2 separate regions of the Hordeum vulgare genome follow, and region 2 is linked to region 1. Evidence: chromatin contacts called from public Hi-C data. All regions are on one chromosome and are shown on one strand. Each heading gives the region's core, a stretch centred on a gene start, on an enhancer-like site or on the middle of the called end of the contact. The rest is flanking DNA. Distances are from core to core; before and after follow the strand shown. Region 1 holds the start of LOC123427189 (UPF0481 protein At3g47200-like). Region 2 has its middle 43 kb from the start of LOC123427191.

The links. Hi-C and Micro-C count contacts between places; a contact is called where the count stands out from the background.
Region 2: a contact with region 1 is called in a Hi-C map of leaf, with 3 times the contacts expected there. The contact joins the enhancer-like site here to the promoter of LOC123427189 in region 1. A contact is called at or near these places in 2 of 6 Hi-C or Micro-C datasets (leaf and seedling).

What each region holds. Positions count from the first base shown.
Region 1 is chr2H:551,417,241-551,420,641 of MorexV3_pseudomolecules_assembly, forward strand. LOC123427189 (UPF0481 protein At3g47200-like) reads right to left here and starts at 1,321. Exons shown (of 1, transcript XM_045111169.1): 1 at 1-1,321. The coding sequence starts at 1,120.
Region 2 is chr2H:551,767,803-551,771,685 of MorexV3_pseudomolecules_assembly, forward strand. No RefSeq gene overlaps it. Among protein-coding and RNA genes, the nearest start is that of LOC123427191, 43 kb to the right of the region's middle. Within about 2 kb of position 1,444, at least 2 of the 3 cell types and tissues checked have open chromatin away from gene starts, as enhancers often do. A contact at or near this core is called in leaf, where this site is marked.

The sequences.
Region 1 (3,401 bases), core at 71-2,570:
GGATGCCCGCCTCCCGGAGCTCCGACACGCAGTGCACGAACTGCTGCCGCCGCTTGTCGGCCACGCGCCGCAGCCCGGACCACTTCTTCAGCCACAGCCGCGCCGCCGGCGGCGGTGTGGGCTGCATCCCGGCGCGGAGGAGGCTGCGCCGGAACACGTCCAGGCAGTGCAGCATCGGGTCCGACAGCGGGTCGAACGCCGCGTCGGCGTCCACGGACGACTCCAGCTTGAACCGGTCCTTCCGGTGCAGCGGCGTGTCGGTCGGCATCAGCGGGTCGAAGAACCGCACGGCGAGGCTGGCCACGGCCCCCGTCTGCTCCGGGTGGCCGAGCTGGATCCCGAGCAGGAGGTCCAGCACGAACAGCGGTATCTGGTTCTCGAGCAGGATCATGTCGTTGCGGATGGCGTGCATGGCGCCGCGCATCGCGAAGACTGGGTCGTGCCGCGAGTAGCCCAGGTCGTCCACGAACCCCTTGGCGTCGTCCAGCGCGCCGCGGAACAGCTCCAGCACGAAGGTCCCGTCCAGCACCAGGCACTGGGCGAACTCGTTGCCCGGCATCCAGGCGACGCGGCCGTCGTAGCACGACCTCACACGCTCCTCCATGGGCCGCAGGGCGTCGAGGTAGGCGGTGACGTCGTGGCCCGTGCGCTTCAGCACGTGGTGCAGCGCGCGCCACTTGTGCCGCTCCATCTCACGCAGCCGCCGCTTGCCGGCGTGGAGCGGGCCGATGGACACCACCTGCGGCATGTAGGCGCGCTCGTCGCCCTCGCGGAGGGACTTGGGCACGCGGTACACGGACAGCCGCGCCCAAGGGCACGCCGCCTCCTCCGCGCGCGCCTGCGCCAGCTTCCCGCGGATGGTCACCACCCATTCCGGGTCCTGCGGCTTGGGGCTGTACGCCGGTGACTGCGCCGGGATCGCGGCCTGCTGCTGCTCCCGGTCTTGGCGCGTCAACGTCTCTGCTGCTGCCCCCGGCGTGGCGTTGGTGACGAGCAGGCTGCGGGGAAGCGCCTGCCAGTGCGGCGACGGGGACTTCTTGATGTTGGCGTCGACGGTCTCCTTGAGCTTGAGCGTGATGAGGTACCAGCTCAGGACGTCCTTGTTGAAGACGGCAACCATTGGCGAAAGCTTGGCTTGGCTGGCCGGCCTGCTGGGTGCAGCGTCTCCTCTCGTGGTTACCAGGTCTCACTGGGCCCGTTATAGACAGATCAAGGATGGCAAGCAACGTGCAGGATGATGATCTTTTTGGCTCGAAAATTTAATGGCAGATAATGATTGATGATGGAGTTATCAATGTGTTGCTTATTCGTGCTGTACTGAAATATTGGAATTTCCTTAAAAAAAAGATCATTTTTAGAAAAGAAGGTTGAGCCCTGGCCTCTGCATCGAATGATGCATGCAGCCATCTTTATTACTTATTCAACAAAAAGAAAGGATCATGGTTGTTGTGGCACTGACAGCGTAGCGTATGCCTCAACTGGCCTGTATGAATTAATCGGCAACGAAGAAAAATCATAGGTCACGTCAGAGGAATTTGCTTACTTCAAGGCATCCAAACATCGCTTTTGCTGTAAGATTCAACCAATCACGTCATCCTAATCATGCTCCAAGCCCTTGATGCTCCGACGTTTTCATCCAAATAACGGATATGTTTAACTAATACTCAATGTCATGTTTGACAAGCTCTTGACAGTGAGCCTACTGCCTACCGATGATCATTTGTTATGTGTTATTGTTGCACGTCAACGGTGCACCAATGAAATGGTCGGCGTGATGGGCCCTTCGCTAGTGGCCGAGGCTAGTGCGCGACATAGAGCTCAGGTGAACAGATGCTTTGTTGAGGACCAAAAAAGTTGGCTAGCCACCCGGCGCAAAACGGGCATCAGCTCCAGCCACCTCACGCCGTGAAAAGTAAGGGGGAGCAGAAAGTCGACGGCGATGAGGAGTGTGGAACTGTGGATGTAAACGGCGGATTTGCGATTTCTAGCCGTTGGGTGTCGTTCGGAAGTGGGGAGTGACGGGGTAGTGGGACGCACGCATGAACTGCATGCATCAAAGCAGCAGAAACTGCGGCCCACTGACTGACCACTCCGTGCCCATTACCGACGAGGCAAGGCCTACAGTATGTGGAGAGTCACTGCAAGGACGTTGATCAGGATGGTCATGGATTGTGGTGGCCGGAGCCTACGGCATTAACTTGGCACGATTACTACCAGCATGGGTCTCTCTCCAAGTCAGTGTCCGTGGCAGGCAATGATCGGCCGCCATTACAACGATTCAAATCGTCCGTCCCTCCGTTCGGATCTGTATGGATCGGCATGAACAAAAGTTGATGCCCAACGCGTTGATCCAAACATAAACCGCGTCCTTTTCGCGTCCATGCGGATTCATTTTCGGTTTAAAATTGCGTCAGCGCGGACGTTACGTGCGCTTTCTCATGTCCGCGTCCGTTTACACGTGGCGCTCGGCCAAAGCCGGCGTCATTTTTATTAATAACGACCGTCCATCACGGGTCCACGTGTTAGTGACCCATAGGCGTCCTTTTTTAATTCGAGCGTGCAGGGGATGAGGGTCTGTAACACCCATAGATTTTTAATTTAGAATTTTGAAGTGTGATATTGGAAAAAAAATACCTCTTTTTAAATCTTTTAGGAAACTTGATTCTTGAGAAAACTTTTTATAAGATTTCTTGAGATGACTTTTGGTTTGACAAAACTTTCTATCCGGTTTTTTGTTGTGGGATTTTTAGTTTTAGTTTCTAAGAAACCACAAATTTGGTTTATGCTTGAATCTCCTCTCTAAAATTCTCACTCATTTCTTCTCTCTCCTAATTTTAAAGTTTTCACCCCAATGACCCTCCTCTCTCCCGAGGACATCATCTAAAACAATTTCACAAAGTTTTGGATTTGTTTCTTATTTTTACCTATTTTAATTATAACTCAAAGCATTATCTGTAATCATTTTTGAACCTCGAATATTTGCAAAGGAGCTCATAGTTCCCTTTAGTTTCTAACCCCAAATAAGCTATTCATAATAGCCCTAGGTACCCTCAGCCTATTTCTCCAAAAATATTTTGTTTTGCAGTTCAAATAATTCAAAATTTGTTTGACTGAAATTTAGACCAGAATTGATCTTTTTGATGAAAACCCATCTTTTTCGGCCCTAAAAATTCTGAATAAATTTAGGCGGCCCCTAGAAGCATTGAGAAGCCTCTCCACCAAGTTTCAGCTCAAACCTCATTTTTCTCATGCCATTTTCATTATGTCGAACATCTGGCATGCACTGATTCGGTGAGTGATCAAATCTGAAGACAATCTCGCGAGTGACGATCTTTGGTGTTTGCTCCTTGTTCCCCGAGCCTATCCTAAGCGCCACACAGTTGATTGGCCGTACCAGAGTG
Region 2 (3,883 bases), core at 194-2,693, 350 kb after region 1:
TCACGCCTCCAATATTTGTTTAAGATTTTTCAAAATTGTTATTGAATTTCGCAAAATGTTTTTCATCATATACAAAAGGAAAATAAAAAGAACTAAAAAGGAAATAAAAATAAAATAAAAAACTAACAAAAAAAAGGAACACAACTGGGTTGGTCCAGTCGGGCTCCCGCCCTGTACGGTGCAGTAGTAGCTGCCGCAATGTGCGCAGGGAACAAAAATTAGAAAAACCCCGAACTATCTTGAGAATGAAAATTTCCAAAACTATTTGAAATTTAGAAAATTTCAAAATATGTTCTAATTTTCCAAAAAAAATTGGGGTTTTTCGCAAAAATTCTACTTTTCAAAATTTTGTTCTCAAGATTCAAAAAATGTTCGTATTTTAAAAAAAATTACGCGCTTGCAAGTTTGTTTAAGATTTTTCAGAATTGTTTTCAGTTTCAAAATTTGTTCACGGTTTTTCTAAATTGTTCTCTATTTTCAAATTTTGTTCTCAAGATTCAAAAAATGTTCGTGCTTTAGAAAATAGTTCTCGCTTCCAAATTTGTTCAAGATTTTTTTTTTGAAACAATCAGGAAATATTTCTGCTTTCCTACACAGATATACTGGATTTTCGGAAAATGCTCTCCATTTTCAAAAAATGTTCTTCAAATTCGCAAAATGTTTATGCTTTTTAACAAATATTCTGGATTTTAAAATTTTGTTAATATTATAAAAAATGTTCTTGAACTACGAAAAATGATTTTACTTTTTATAAAAATGTTCTGAATTTTCAATAAATGTTCATAATTTTAAAATGTCTTTCAGAAAATGTTCTTGTTTTCCAAAATTTCTTCTCAAGTTCGATGAAATGTTCGTGTTTCCAAAAAATGTTCAAGTTTATGAATTTGTTCAGTATCTTTGAAAATTGTTCTCATTTTCAAATTTGTTGTAAAGATTCAAAAAATGTTCATACTTTTAAAAAGTTGTTCATGCTTCCAAATTTGTTCTGGTTTTTCAAAATTGTGCTCTGTTTGAAAATTTTGTATTCAAGATTCATAAAATGTCCGTGCTCTAAAATATTGCTCGCGGTTCCAAATCTGTTCAGAGTTTTAAAATTTGTTCTCAAGATTCAAAAATTGTTCGTGTTTTAAAAAATGGTCGTGCTTTCAAATTTGTTCTTTGATTTAAAAACATTCATATTTTCAAAAAATAATTGAGAAATTCAACGTGTCTTCGTTTTCATATAAAAAAGGAAAACGGAAAGAAAAACATGTCACAAAAGGAAAAAATGAAATAAGTTCAGGAATTTTAAATTATGTTTGTCGATTTTCAGAAAGTTTCAGGAATTTTGAAGAAAGTGCACTAATTTCGAAAATGAAAATCCACGGGCTAAAACAGTTCACGGGCTAATAAAAGTTCGTGAAGCATCACTACATGGGCCGGGCCATTGCAAACCGCTGTAGGAGCCGGTTTTTCAAATAGGGTGTGCCGGAGTTCCCAGGTAAGAGCTCTCAACAACGTGTGACTAACAATGTTGCTTTGCTTTGCGTGGGCCGCTTAGCGTTATAGCTACCAGCTTTGCTTTGCCTGGGTAGTTGTAGTCTTTTAAGTTGGTTTTTGTGTTTTTAAGCCATTCGCGTGCTTGTGGAAACGAGGCGTCATTCTTTTTACGCTTTGTGTATTCATTGTAAAAACTATAGCTAACATTAAAAAAAAATAACTACCAGGTTGCATGTATTCCCTCCATGTGTAACCGAATACTATGCAGTCAAAGTGCAAAGTACTTTCTGCCCGTTTCCAAAGCAAGTGCTAGTTTTCACAGTTTTGTTAAGTTTGAGAGGTTCCCCATGATCGAATTTTTTTCATCTTTTTCTCTATTTTCTATATCTGCTTCTTTTTCTTTTCCTTTTTTTTGGTTAAATCCATGAATAAGATTTTCATGAGTAATTTTATAAATATTTTTAAAGAAAATTGTGAAATCTTTCCAAATTCGGTAATAACTTCTATAAGGAATTTCTGGATCACATCTAGATGATTTTTGAGGATGTCTCATCAAAGGTTGTCATCACTTGATTTGGTTTCTCTAACTTACGTTCAAGCGCTCGATTCTCTCGCGAGTCGATGTTTTATGTGTCGCACATTAGTTTGCTGGCGTGTTTGCTTTCAGTTTTGTCGGCTCATTATCGAGGCGCGTTGGCAACTCGCTTCGATGTGTTGTTTCTAGGCGGCAACATAGAATTGGAAAAGACAAGAAAAGAGAAGCTCTATCACGGTCGTTTTCTTCTTAGTTCATTTTGACATTGTCTCTCTTTTTTTAAACATCATCAATACGGGATTTTGCAATGTTTCATTCAAGTTGTTATCAGTTGGATCTTGCTGCTTTAATTTTCGCGTAAAGCCTTGCTCTTGCGTCGTCGACCAAAGTATTATTGTGTTACCTTGTTTCTTTTTTGTTCATTTGCTTGCTCGTTCGTCTTGTATGTATGCTATTTTGTGGAGCAATTTTCTGTTTGCCCTCTCTTGTGTCTATTTTATCTGGCATGTGTTGTATAAGTTGAAAGGCATGTTATATTGCTTGTCTAAGTTAGAAGTCTATCCTCGACTCATAACTCGGTCCATAGTTTGTTTTTCATCCATGTTCCAAGTCCACCCTCGAGTCATAAGTCGGCTCATAGTTTGTAGTTGTCCTAGTTGCATGTTCACCCTCTACTCGCAACTCGCATCGTAGTTTTGTGTAGTTGTTCCGGTTGCAAGTTCATCATGAACTCGCAACTCGAGTTGTGTTTGTTTCATGAAAGTTGAAAGTCGATCATTGGATCACAATTGGGCCCGTGGTTTGTTTTTCATCCCAGTTGCAAGTTCACCCTCGACTCTGAACTCGCCTCGTAGTTTGTAGTTGTCCAAGTTGGAATTCTACCCTTTACTTGCAACTAGCATCATAGTTTTGTTTAGTTGTTTGAGTCGCAAGTCCATCCTTGACTCGCGACTAGACCCATGGTTTGTTTCATCCCAGATGCAAGCCCTCCCTTGACTTGCAACCGGGTGTGTTTTGCCTTTCATCCCAGTTGCATGTTGACCCTTGACACGCAACTAGGTCCATGTTGTTTCATCCTAATTGCAAGTTGAATTTGACTCGCAATTGGGCTCATAGTTTTGTAGTTGTCCCAGGTGAAAGTTCGCCCTTGACTCGCAACCGAACTCATAGTTTTGTGAGTTGCATCCCCACCCTCGACTCGCAACTCAAGCATGCGTTTTGTTTTTCATTTGAGTTGCATGTACACCCTTGACTTTCAACTTGGCTCATTGCTTGTTTCATACCAGTTGCCAGTCGACCATTGACTCATAACTGGGCTCATAGTTTCATAGTTTTCCCAATTCCAAGTCCTCCCTAGACTCGCCACTTGGATCGTAGTTGTCTGAGTTGCAAGCCAACCCTTTACTCGCAACTGGAGCATGTGTTTTCTTTTTTATCTGAATTGCAAGTCCATCTTTGACTCGTAATTGGGACCATAGTATATTTTATCCTAGTTGCAAGTCGACGTTTAACACACAATCGGGCCCGTAGTTTCCTAGTTGTCCTAGTAGCAAGTCCTCCCTCGACTCCCAAATGGGCTCATAGTTTGTCCCAATTGAAAGTCAACCCTCGACTTGCAACTCGACATGTGTTTTGTATGTGTTGCTTTGCATTACTATTTATGTATTTGTCTATATTACCAAATGGCTCTAGAATATAGTCATTGCATCATGTGGTATATGTGTGTGCTCAATACGTTTTTTCTATATTGATAAACATGGCGACATAATGCCATAGTGGGCCAGCTTTTATATTTGAGTGCCTGCACATAAATCATTTTGATCATCGTTAGAAAAATTTGTAAACGTCGAGATTAGAAATATGCATGTT